Linked DNA regions of Mus musculus: region 2 is linked to region 1. A link is a contact called in public Hi-C data. All regions are on one chromosome and are shown on one strand. Each heading gives the region's core, a stretch centred on a gene start, on an enhancer-like site or on the middle of the called end of the contact. The rest is flanking DNA. Distances are from core to core; before and after follow the strand shown. Region 1 overlaps Gm15348 (predicted gene 15348). Region 2 holds the start of Atp11a (ATPase, class VI, type 11A).

The links. A called contact is a pair of places that touch in the nucleus more often than the background predicts.
Region 2: a Hi-C map of neutrophils shows a contact between it and region 1, with 2.2 times the contacts expected there. The contact joins the promoter of Atp11a here to the enhancer-like site in region 1. A contact is called at or near these places in 2 of 39 promoter capture datasets (liver and neural stem cells), 1 of 15 datasets of contacts at CTCF or cohesin (the NIH/3T3 cell line), 8 of 484 Hi-C or Micro-C datasets (3T3-L1-derived adipocytes, the AML12 cell line, ECoMG-derived neutrophils and 5 more), 3 of 115 datasets of contacts at active chromatin or transcription factors (bone marrow-derived macrophages, embryonic stem cells and kidney) and 1 of 9 other capture datasets (adipose tissue).

What each region holds. Positions count from the first base shown.
Region 1 is chr8:12,700,470-12,706,944 of GRCm38.p6, forward strand. It overlaps Gm15348 (predicted gene 15348), which reads right to left. Exons shown (of 4, transcript NR_033546.1): 4 at 6,475. Among named protein-coding and RNA genes, the nearest start is that of Gm15348, 15 kb to the right of the region's middle. Within about 2 kb of position 3,817, at least 24 of the 459 cell types and tissues checked have an H3K27ac peak or open chromatin away from gene starts, as enhancers often do. A contact at or near this core is called in ECoMG-derived neutrophils and neutrophils, where this site is marked.
Region 2 is chr8:12,754,509-12,760,983 of GRCm38.p6, forward strand. Atp11a (ATPase, class VI, type 11A) reads left to right here and starts at 2,508. Exons shown (of 30, transcript NM_001293667.1): 1 at 2,508-2,844. The coding sequence starts at 2,806. It overlaps Gm33587 (a long non-coding RNA gene), which reads right to left and starts at 2,388. Exons shown (of 3, transcript XR_378725.3): 1 at 2,179-2,388; 2 at 1-151.

The DNA of each region.
Region 1 (6,475 bases), core at 2,567-5,066:
TTGGCTTTTGGAAATAGAGGTATCTAAGTGCCAGGAATGACAGAGTCGGGCAAGGTAAGAAACAAGAAGAAATAACTAAATCAAGTCAGGTGAGAAAACTGTTTTGACCTCTCCCCTAAATAAACATAGCTTGAACAGAATACAAAACTGGCAAGGGAATAATATCCAAGTCTAAGCACATCACAGCCAGATGGAGATGTAGGATGTTGGAGGCCTTCAGGTCGTACTCAGGCACGTACACAGGTGGCCACAGGACACTACTGGGGCCTGGGACATCTAGAACGGTGAATCTTGAGAATAGATTATTGTGGATAATCTGGGTGAACAACAATGGGTTGCCAACTAATTCTGCAATAACTCCAACACTTAAAACAATACAATCATGGGGCAATGGTGGCTCATGCCTTTAATCCCAGGACTCAAAAGCAGGTGGTCTGTGCATTTGAGGGCAGCCTGGTCTTTAAAGTGAGTTCCAGGACAGCTAGAACTGTTCCACGGAGAAACCCTGCCTCTAAAAAAAACAAAAACAAAACAAAACAAAAACAGTATAATCTACTTTTGTCAGTTTATCACTGAAAGCAATTTTCTACTTAAATTATTTTTTTTTAAAAAAGGTATTTGGGAAACCGGGGCTGGCAGTGACACACGACCCAAGTGCACACTACACACTATACTGCCTTTTCTCATGTTTTCCCAGGCATCATCAACCTGAGGGCAACTCTGCGGTAGCTCAGCTGGTAGCGTGCTTGCCTAGCATCCGTGAGGTCCTGGGTTCAATCCCCAGCAGCACACAACCCAGCCACGGTAGCACACACCTTTCCTCTCCATTTGGGCAGTGGAGGCATCAGAAGTTCAAGGTCATCCATCCTTGGCTATAGGCTGAGTTCAAGTTCATTGTGGCCTATATGAGATCCTGTTTACACAGACAGACATACACACAGACACACACACACAAAGAAGCAAACAATGGAACCGCTTGGTGACTCTGAAAGGTAGGGCAGCCTTCACCGGTGAAGAGCAAGAGAACTGCTCCCAGCCTCAGCTGTGGCTGCTCCTTCCTGTGCGGTTCAGGGCTTGCTATTTATATTTCCAAGCATTCTGTGGGGTCTGGAAGCACGAACTCCATCCTGCTCGTGCCCCAGCCCCAGGACGCAGGTAAAGGTCAGCTGAAGCTCAGCATGAAACTCTCCGCTCCCAGAAGCCAGCAGAAACAAAACTCAGTACTGTCATCTAAACCTCCATCGAAAGAGGAGGGGAAGTTCAAGCAGGATGCTGGGATCTGAGACAGGACACTGACCCTGACTGTGACACACTGTGTGCATAGGGCAGGAGGCTGACTAAGCCACTTTGGGAGTCAGTGCTTTGTTTAGTGGAAAGTCAGGCTGTATAAAAACTGTGAGAAACACCCATTTCTCACAGAGGTGGACAAGCAGCTCCATAGAGCTTTAGGAGAGCAGAGACTGGAGCAAATCTCTGTGTGGTGAACAGTAGAGCCAGGCTCTCACTAACGAAGGGCTAGGCACCACTGATGGTGCGGAAATGCTAGAACATAAGGCCATGATGAGGAGAACTCTGTCTTGTCAGAGGAATGTGAGGAGCCAGGACAGCCAAATATAGTGAATTGGCTCAAGTCAGAGAGCCTGGAGGAGCCAGGATAGCCAAGTGTACAGAATAGGCCCTGGCCAGAGAGCCTGAGGAGCCAGGACAGCCAAGTATGGCTGTTTGGCTAGCACTCTAGCACAGAAAAGGGACCTTTCTAGGGAATTGATGAGGTCCAAGTAAAGCCTGGAGTATAAGAGCAGCTATAAGCAACAAAGTAGCCAAGTGTATCTACACTTCAGAATTGACCTCTGTAGGGCTCCAGTGGGCACAGCCACACTGAAGTCAAGCGTCAAACACACGGAGTGCTGCCTATACAGCATAATGCACAGCTCCAGCGCTTGAACTCAGGGAACAAGGAAGTTGCTTGTGAACCAGACAGTCAGTGTGTAGCTACAAGTTCTAGGAACCAGTGAGGAGGAAGTGTGCAGAAGAGGAGTCCCGGGACACTCGGTGCTGTCCTCGGTCCTGCCCTATAGTAAGTGCCCCTGGAGACAATACCTTAGGCTCTCCTAAAGAATACTCCCTAAACTGCTTGCCACAACTTCCGGCTTTCTTGTTGATTCATTGGTCTTCACCCGAACTGTCTTCCCAGCACCCTTGTCTTCATTTCTATCCTCTGACATCCAGGCTGCAAAGCTCTAGTAAATGCATCCCTCAGGGTGGGATTGGTAGACTCATTGCTTGGGCGGGTAGAAGAGTACCCACATTAGCCCGGCAGTTACAGAAAAATAACCTGGGTGGTGAGTTATTTCTCACTCTTGTCAATGTTATGAGGGCTTCAACCTGGTTCATAAGCAGCCACGTTCCCTGTGCATCCTCACATGGAAGAGAGAGGGACTTGGCGATGTGGGTGATGGAGATGCAGATGATAAAGATGGAGCTGGAGGTGGATGCGGATGTGTGAGGTGGAGCTGGGGATGATGGAGATGGTGTAGATATGGATGGAGACGGGCATAGAGTTGGTGCAAGAACAGCCAGCAAGGGTTGCAGAGGGATAAAGACGGGCAGTAAGAGATGGAGCCCAAGATGGAATTGAAAGTGATGGGACAGAGGTAAAGAGACAGAGAGAAAGACAGATTTTAGGAAGGAGTAGTGGTATAGAAATGACAGAGGAGGAGGACTGGAGCCAAGGCTCAGCAGTTTAGAGCATGGACTCTTCTTCCAGAGGACCAGGGTTTAATACCCATACGGCAGCTCACGACCATCTGTAACTACAGTTCTGGGGAATCCAATGCACTCTTCTGTTCCTTACCAGACATACATGTGCTGCACAGATATGTGTGTAGGCAAATACTCATATATATAAAATAACAATTACAAACTCCTCAAAAGGGAATTGATGACAGGTGAAAGGAAGAGAGATGGAGATATGGTTGAGAGATGGTGGGGGTGTGGCCTCTGACAGGGACAAATGATCCCATTATCGGGGCCACATCATCATGATTCGCCTAAACCTGATCACCTCACAAATGCTCTGCCTCCACTGGCTATCACATTAGTTATGAGGTACAAGGTCTCCATCATGGGCTAAAGAGGACACAATTGTGTAGTGGGTGGTGACACTCACTGGCACATAGACACAGCACATGCCACAGCTTCACCAGAGGTGTGCAGGGCAAGGGCAAGCAGTAGCGCATTAGCATCTGGGGCCACTGTGGCTTCTCGCAGAAAGGAGGAAATTGCATTAGGAAAGCGCAATTGCTAAGTTTCAGAAAGCCTAAAAAGGAAAATGTGGGCCAGGATTAGCCAACCTCTGCTCAAGGCCATTGCAAAAGTCAGAAAGTGTGCAAAGAGGGTTTTGCCTACTGCAGCTGCAGGGTAGACTGCATGAGACACTGGGCACCGGAGTCAACAGTGGACAGCAAGTCCACAGTGACAAAGTGTCCAAGTTGACAGACAGCCTCACAAGTATTCACAGCCAGACTACAGCACTAGGTGCCCCTGCGCTCAAACTGAGCAGAGCAGTCCCTCCCTGCTGGAGGCACAGACCACCTTCTGAAGAAAATGAACACGTCAAGACAATTTAAAACAATAAATATTTTAATTTAAACAATTATAAACTTCCTTAAGGGTCTGCACAGTGACTCCAAATAGGACAAAACCTTGGAAGAAAAGAACAACTTCACTGTGGCTTATTTGCTGCATAGCCCATAACAAAGTGCTCCAGTGGGCTGAGAAGAACAGTAGAGCTTCCTTGGTCACTGCCCTGGTCACCGCCACTTACCACGGCACTCACAGAGACAGGTTTCCTCATGCACTCAGCCCGGCACATGTTTCACAGTCTGCTGGCAACCCAAAGCAAAGCATCGGAGCTTTAACCCACAAATCTATGAAGGGTTTATTTTAAACATACACTTTGTAAGAACTTGACTCATTTTCTCTTTGGTTGTTTGTTTGTTTGCTTGCCAGTTTGTTTTTGAGACAGTCTCTCTATGAAGCCCTGGTTGTCTTGGAACTTTCTATACAGATCAAGTTGTTCCCAAACTCTCAGAAATCCCCCTGTCTCTGCCTCCAGAGTGCTGGGTTAAAGGTGGGTGCGGCCACTCCTGGCCTTGTTTAGGGAATAATATAAGAGAGAAATTCAAACCTTTAAGAGATAATCAGAAGCACCGGAAATAACCAGCATTTTGAGGAAGGCGTCCTCTTTCTCTCTGGTTTGTTAACTGTGCACTGTAGTTTGTATACACACAACACCTAAGTCACCAGAGTGAAAGAGATGGGCATGGAGTGTCTGATGTATGCACGGGGCACAGCTCTGTCTACATCTTACAAAGTGCTGCAATTATAACTTTAACATGGTTAAAACAAAACACTCAGAGCACTCAGTCCTCAAATCAACTGCTAAAAAGTTACGATCAGATATAGGTGGAAGACAAGAAAATGGCATAACACAGAATCTCATCCAACAATCAAGAGGAAGACATGGAAGGGGGAGACAGCAGAAAACCCAATCGGAGAATCCTAAATCCATCATGACAAAACCCAACATCAACCCTCTGATTCAAAGATTATCTGAATGGCTTTCCAAAGTGAGGGCCAGCTAGGAGCTGTCCCCAGAGCCGTAGTTTAAGCAGGTGTCATGGTTTGAATATGCTTTGCCCAGGGAGTAGCACTATTTGGAGGTGTGGCCCTGATGGAATAGGTGTGGCCTTGTTGAAGTAGGTGTGGCCTTGTCAGAGTAGGTGTGTCATTATGGGTATGGGCTTTAAGACCCTTATCCTAGCTGCCTGGAAGCCAGTATTCTGCTAGCAGCCTCCGGATGAAGATGTAGAACTCTCAGCTCCGCCTGCACCATGCCTGCCTGGATGCTGCCATGCTCCCACTTTGATGATAATGGTCTGAACCTCTGGACCTGTAAGCCAGCCCCAATTAAATGTTGTCCTTATAAGAGTTGCCTTGGTCATGATGTCTGTTCACAGCAGTAAAACCTTAACTAAGTCAGCAGCTGGAACCCAGTGATGAAGAGAATCTGCCATTCAAACTATCCTCACCAGAAGGCCCCTGTTGGAGCTTTGGTAGACTTCAAGGCAGAGAATTAAAGCAACCAAAGAGAGACACTTCCACAATAACAGAGCAAACAACCATTCATAAAGACAGATCATAAATATGAATTCATCTAGTGACAGAGAACCCAGCACATAGAGCAAATGCTGAGAGAATTAAAGGAACAGACACTTGCATAACAACGAGTGGAAATTGTAACAGCTGGTATCTAAATAGATGGAACAACCAGACGTGAAGAAAGAGGGAGGAGGAGGGGACAAGCCCCAGACTGGGAGAAAATATTTACAAAATATATCTGGAAAAGAGTCATCCAAAATCCACACAGAACTCTTAAAACTTGATGAGAAATTTTTTTTAAAAAACTGGATTTTAAAAATGGGCAAAAGATTTGAGCATCATCAGATGACAGACAGACAGACAGACAGCAAGGACGAGTATGGAGGGGAGATCATGTATCATAGGGATCCACAGATTAAGACATCAGCGAGATGCACACCCATAATGGCAGAAATCTGAACCCCCAATGACAGCAAGTGCCAGTGACAATCCGAGGAACGCTCGTGCCCTGCTCAGGGTGATGATGTTGGTGCAGCCTTTTCAGAAGGACAGTTTGACAGTGGCTTCCCATTGCACCCAGCAGCCACAGCCTTAGCTACTTTCCCAGCTTCTCGGGAAAGCTATGTGCACACAAACAACTGCCACAAATTTCTTTTTAATCATCCCCTGATGTGCAACTCTGTCCTCTGCACATGACAGAGCAACTGTGAACACTCAGCTGATATCCTGGCAAGATCGGACCACCTAGCATCCCCTCAAATGACTGTGGAGGCTGCACAAGGGGACCATGAGGCCCTGACCATCTCCAAGGGCATACAAGGAACTGATAATTGCCATGAAGGGCAACTCTTCTTCAATGGCATAGCTACCTGTAAGTTGCTCATGCCCTTAAGCCACCCTCACTCATGCTCCTGTAAGTAATCCCAGCTACACTCACTGGTTACTGAGACAGGCTTAGGTGAAACCACTTCCTGATCTCTCCTATCAGGTGTGGTTTGTCCCCTCACCCAAGTCCCCAGTGCTGCAGACACAGAGTGGTGCCCTGAAACTCAAGCACAATGCTAAGCACCCAGTATCAGGACAGGTCCCAGGGGCTGAGAGTTAGTCCCCCAAAATACCCATTTCAGATGTCATTCACAGCTCTCTGGGTTGTTTCCAGGTCTGCCAAATTTGACTACAAACAGAGGGCTCCCTGATCCCCATCCCATATCCTCTGACCCCCCCCCCTCCCATTTTAGTTTGCTTCTTTGTAAACATGATCTTAGTTAATGTCCTATTACTGTGAAGAGACACCATGACCACAACAACTCTC
Region 2 (6,475 bases), core at 1,258-3,757, 53 kb after region 1:
TATTACATTCACTCTTTACCAAGTTTCTGGTTAGCCTGGGTTAATGGGTCTATGACATCCTAGGCTCCTCTCACTTTGGTCATGCTTCTGTCCCCAGCAAGAATGCGTTCCTCTGGCTACCTCCTCTGGTCCTCTGGTGTCTGAAAAGAGACTGCAAAGCAGTAAGCAGCACCTCCAGACAACAGCATCCATTCTTAAAAGAGAAACACATGCTTTCTTTTTTGTTGGTTTTTTGTTTTTGTTTTTTGTTTGCTTTGAATCCTCCTTTTCTTTTCTTTTCTTTTCTTTTCTTTTCTTTTCTTTTCTTTTCTTTTCTTTTCTTATTAGATATTTTCTTTATTTACATTTTAAATGTTATCCCCTTTCCTGGTTTCCCCTCCGAAAACCCCCTATCCCCTGCCCCCTTCCCCTGCTCACTAACCTGCCCACTCCTACTTCCTGGCCCTGGCCTTCCTCTACACTGGGGCTTAGAACCTTCACAAGACCAAGGGCCTCTCCTCCCATTGATGACTGACTAGGCCATCCTCTGCTTACATAGGCAGCTGGAGCCATGAGTCCCACACCATGCGTTTTCTTTGATTGGTGGTTTAGTCCCAGGGAGCGCTGGGGTTACTGGTTAGTTCATATTGCTGTTCCTCCTATGGGGCTGCAAACCCCTTCAGCTCCTTGGGTCCTTTCTCTAGCTCCTTCATTGGGGACCCTGTGCTCCGTCCAATGGATGGCTGTGAGCATCCACTTCTGTATTTGTCAGGCACTGGCAGAGCCTCTCAGGAGACAGCTATATCAGGCTCCTGTCAGCAGGCTCTTGTTGGCATCCACAACATGTCTGGGGGATCCATCCCATATACAATAAACTCTCGATTTCTTAAAAGCAAGGAAACCTTCCTAAACAGCCTCCAGCATGTTCCTCTATGTGTTAATTAGCAAGTCAGCCACTTGCTAGAATGAATGGTGTCAGCTGGAGGGAGCCAGAGAGTCCTGAGCCCCACAAAGGGTGAAGGCTCAGAGGATGAAGTCACTCACTCCTGTTGCACCACCAGGGAAGTGCTTTGCTCTGTATGAAGAATAAGCTAGACACCAGGGCTCACTCCTGTGTTCCAACACTTCAGAGGCTGAGGCAGGATGTTTGTATAGAGTTTGAGACCAGCCTAGAATGAAGATTCGGTCTCAAAAATCCAAACAAGAAAAAAGAAAGGAAGGAAGGAAATGAAACATTCCTCCAAGTAGAACATTCTCTAAGGATAGATAGGAAGGCTTTATCCTGAGGCACATCTGTGCCAGGAATACCCACTGCAATTGTAATTGGCCAATAGCCTACAATTTGGCCCAGCAGTCATGGTAGGAAAGAGATAGAGCATCAGAGACACATGAACAGCCCAGTCAGGCCCACTGAGGCCAGCAGCTAGTCCCTAGACATAGAGGCCTGCTGTCCTCAAGAGTCCACACCACAGCTAGGAGTACCAATGAGCGCTGACTGCCAACTCCACCAGGCTCACAGCAAGTCCAGGAAGCCCGGAGAGAAAACCCTTTGCCCTGAGGCTGGCTGGGTGTCTGTAGCTGGTGCTCCGTGGTGAGCACTGGTGTAGAACTTAGGTAGAAAACAGGGTAGAAGGCGGTGGTGGCTCAGGAGATCAGTTTAGTCACTGGCACCATTGCCACCAGTGTCTAATCCAAACCATAGCAAAGTCAGATCTCCTCCACACCCTGTCAGAACGCTCTCAAATACATTCCTAATCCTCAGGTCTGGTGCTCCTGATCGGCCACTGCAGATCCCTCGTCTCTGGTTCTACCGTTATCAGAAGCAAAAGCAAGGGATGTGGAACCAGTAAACATTAGCTAGATTACGGCTGGGCTGGAGGTAAGGAAGGTTGTTCAGCCATGTGCCACTTCACACCTAGGCAGCAAAGAACCACCTTCCCTGGGTGCTAGCCATGGTGATACAGTTGTAAGGTAGAAGCAGGAAGCATTTGACAGGGGGCTGGACCACAAGGTAAAACCCAGGACTGTGGAGGGTCTTCCCTGAGGCCTGGTTTCTGGAAGGCAGGACAGAGACTGGGCCCCAGGAGTAGGTAGAGGTAGAGAGTAGTGAGTCATGAGAGCTGGATCAGGACGTGTTTGGTTTGGTCTCCAAGGGAGTCAGTCCCAAAAGGGGTGGTAATGTTCGCTCCCTGTAGCCACCTGAGGATCCTGTGTCTTCTGTCCACGCCACGGCAGGAGGTGTGACCCCCCCCCCCCCCCCGCAGGCCTAGGGACCCAGGCCCATGGCACTCGCCATGGAGTCCTGGGCTCACAGCCAGGCTTCCGTTTTAGAAGAGGAGTGAACGGGGCGGGGGTGGAGAAGGGGTGGATCAGCACCCGACGAGCCACGCGGGGGCGATGACAGCCCCCCCCGCCCCCCCTCCCCCAGTCCCGCAGGGAGGCGGAAGCAACAGGGCGGCGGCGACGCGCTAGGGAGTCGCGGCGCGCGCGGGGCCGGGGCGGGGGCTGCGGCGCGCGCATGCTCACACGCGCCCGTGACGCGCGGGGCGCAGCGGGGCAGAGCCGGCTCCAGAGGCGCGGCGGCCGCGGGAGGAGCAGGCGCGGAGCATCGAGCGCAGGCCGCGTCGGCCCGACGGGAGTAGCGCCGGGCGCAGGCCGCCTCCTCCGAGCCGCCTGCGCGCGGGCCGAGACCCTTGGCCGCCGCCGGCGGGGCATGAGCGCGGAGGGGCCGCGGCCGCCCCCCGCGCCGCCCAGGCCGTGACCGGGCGGGGGGCGGCTGCGCTAGCGCCCGCAGCCCAGGGGCTCGCGGAGCCGGGAGCGATAACCATGGACTGCAGTCTATTGAGGACGCTCGTGCGCAGATACGTGAGTGGCTCTCTGTGATGGGTCCGGGGTCCGGGGTCCGGGTCTGGGTCAGGGTTCAGGCCCGGAACGTCCCGCCGTCGGGTCCCCGCCGCGCTCCACCTGCGCTCGGCCAGGCCCACCCGGAAGGCAGTTGCAGCCGGGTCGATCCCGGGGTCGAGGGACATCCATCCTTATGGGGGTTGCGCTCAGCCCCAGCGGGGCGGGCCGACGCGGGGACCGGGACCGGCTGGGACATATGTACGGGGCTGCGGGGAAGCGGGGAGCCTCCACAGGGGAGTCAGAAGTGAAGTTTGCCATCTCTGAAAGTAGTCAGCCAGGTCCGAGTGCGTAGTTCCCGGCTCCCTTGGATGCTGCTGCGCGGTTAGTGACGGAGTGCCTCACCAGGGGAGACCAGGGAGGTAGGTGGCATCCATCAGCCGGGATGGAGCAAAGTGGGTGTGTGTACAGAAAAGAGAGAATCTGCCCCGGGACAGCTTGTCTTCCCTAAGCTGGACACAAGGACCTATTGTACGGCAGCTGGCGCGGGGTGGTCACAGGTTTGAGGAGCGCGTGCCTTGCCCAGTGCGGGCTGGGTACGGAGGGGACCAGAGCCGGCTCTCTCTAGCTTCTCTGAGTGACACTTGTCCTTGGATGTGGGTTTTTCTGAAGGGGAATTTACCCGGGTTTTTCTTCTTGCTTTTCTGGTTAATTTCCATCCAATTTTGGCCTTCCAGTAAGCAAAGAATGAGACTAGGAAACTGCAGCCCTCCCCACCCCACCCCACCCCACCCCACCCCCGTGGGAAGCGAAAGGAGGAGGGGTGGTCTTCTTGGTCCCTGTAGACAGTCACCTGCCAGCTTCCCAGGGCCACAGGACGAATTTTCCGTCCCTGGTGCTGTCTTTTACTTCCACAGTGCCCTTAGGCAAGCCTTCAGCTATTTTATATTTCCTTATCTAGGTAAAATTTCAAGTTAGTTTCTTTTTGCTGTGCTATTCTACTTTCGAAGTGGTATTTTCTCTCAAATCTAGGCTGCAGATATTCCTTAACGAACTTTGCCACTCTTAATTATTTGATAATGCATCTGGAATGTAAGTTATGGAATGTTATTCCTTCTGCTCATCTCATTTTTGACTGCTCTGCCACAGGCCTTAAACTCGAGTCTAAGCCATGAAATTAATTTGACTTTTCCCCGAAACAGTTATGGCTTGTTTTCTTATTATGTATTTATCTTCCAAGATGTGAGGTTAAATTATATTTTCTTTTATAAGAAGAGAAAAAGAGATTGGATATTCTTATCTCCTGGTTTATTCGACTCATTCTACAGAAATGAGCCTCTCCTCTGTAGCCTGCTGCCTTTCACACAGTCAGAATTCCTGAGAGCAATAAAAGCACCACAGCTCCCTCTAAGGCCATAGGTTGCTAAAGAAGGAGTCATCAGCCCTTGGACAAGAACACTGTCATAGGTATTTTGTCCTGGGTCAGTTCTCGGCAGCGAATACAGGCAGGTAAATGAAAGAGAGAACTCTGTCTTTGAGGCCAGTCCGCCCCATGCTACACGTTGGTCACATAGCTGTGTGAACAGCTCATGCGCTCTTGTAGTAGCCGATGTTCCAGATATAGTCTAAGTCATATCATGCATCTTAGGCATTTTAAGGAGCACATATAGAGCCAGTGACACTTCCTCTTAGATATGTAAAGTGAGGAGTGTGGCTCAAGTCAGCGACCCGACCCTCTCGGAGGACCAGCTGCGGAGCCTCCCGGCAGAGGCTAGAGGAGGCCTTTGCAGCCGTGGACCTGGTGGGCCTGGCTCCTAGGGTTGTCCTGCTGCAGTGTCCTTGTCACTGTGCCTTGCAGTTCTTGTGAAGATTGAGTGTCTTAGTCTAGAAAAGGGGTAAGGATGGGGCCTGGTTCCCCGGAGAGGCTCAACAAGTTTACCAGCACCTAATGCCAAGGTTCCCTAGGGGGTAGGGGTGGAGTTCTGGAACCCTTCAAAACTTTTACTTTTTTGAGAGAATCTCCCTAAGTGTGATTGGTTGGTCTGGATCTCACTATGTAGTCTAGGCTAGTCCTGATCTCACAGAGATCTGTGTGCCTCTGACTTCCCAGTGCTGGGATTAAATGCATTGGCTACCTGACCCAAAGCCCTGTTAAAAAGGGGTGGAAGTTAGTTGGTTCCCCACAGGGCTTTCCTGGGAGAGTAGGGGAATGAATTGGTGGTGGGTATGGTTTGTATACTTGGGAAAGATAAAATAGCGGAAAGCGAGGCACGGGGCACTGCTGCCAGCCAAGCAGGAGCAGTTGCAGAGCTTTCTTAGAGGCAGCTTCCCAGGCCAGGCTCCTCATGGAGGGAGGCCCTTTCCCTTTTGCCTCCTGGCTCATGCTGAAGGGATTTGATTTCCCCTCAAGTCCCTGTAGGTCAAGAGCTTCGTTTTGTCATGTCTGAGTGACGTGTTTCTGTGATGGGGCCTGGATTTCATTTATTAGGTTTTATGGCTTGTCAGAGCCTCTGCCTTCTAAAATTTGCTTTGCAGGCAGCACACATTGTCTAAGCCTGAGGCTTCCCCCACTTTACCTTCTTTCTTTCTTGGTGACAACTTGCGATTGAACCTAGGACTTCGTGCATGCTCAGCAAGTGGTCTACCTCTGAATTATATCCCTAGGTCCTTTGAGTTCCTGCTTTGAGACAGGCTCTTCCTAAGTTGCTCAGGCTGGCCTTGAACTCTATTTGTATCCAGGTGGGTCTTAAGTGTGTGGTCTTCCCGCTTCACCTTCAACAGTGGCTGAATAGCAGGCAGCACCTCCCTATTCAGCTCATTCAGACTTCTTTTTCATTCTGTTTTATGTGAATGGCTTCTTTGCCTACATGTAAACATGCTGTGTTTGCATATGTAAACATGCTGTGTTCATGCCTGATGCCTGCAGAGGTCAGAGAGGATCACCTGGGACTGGAGTTACAGGCCATGTGAGCTCACACGGGCGTGCTGGAAGAGCAGCCTGTTAACCACCAGGCCACCACTCCAGTCTTACATTTATTTGTATTAGAAAAAGACAGTCTTGACTTCTGAGGAGTTCAAGCATTTACTTTATACTTCTCCAAAAGTTTAAGAAAGTATAAGCATGCACGATTCTTCTTCTCCTCTTCCTCCTCTTCTTCCTCCTACTTCCTCCTCTTCTTCATCTTCTTCTCCTCCCTCCCTCTTCTCTTCCTCTTTTCCTTCCCTGTCCTCTTCTCCTGCTCCTTCTCATCCTCCTTCTTTTTGGATAGGGTTTTACTATGAACTCAGGCTGTCCTAGAACTCAGTGCATAGATCAGTCTGGCCTCAAACTCACAGAGGTCTGCCTGGCTCTGCCTCCTGAGTGCTGGGATTAAAGGTGTATGTCACCACACCTGGCCTCTTCATTTTTATTACCAGGTGGTTTGTATCATGGACGTCAGGGTTCAGTGTGAGTTTGCCAGTTCTAAGAGACTTCTCTCACTGGGCTTCCTGCTCCTAATCCAGCTCTGGGAATCCAGACCTTCCTGTTCAGCCCCCAGAGTCCATATTCCCGGATACAAAGTGAAACCACTTAACCACCAAGGGCCTTCTGGTGTTTGAAGTAAGTGATTCCTTAGGCATAAAACCCCCAAGCTAATGGATGGTCCGTGTCCAA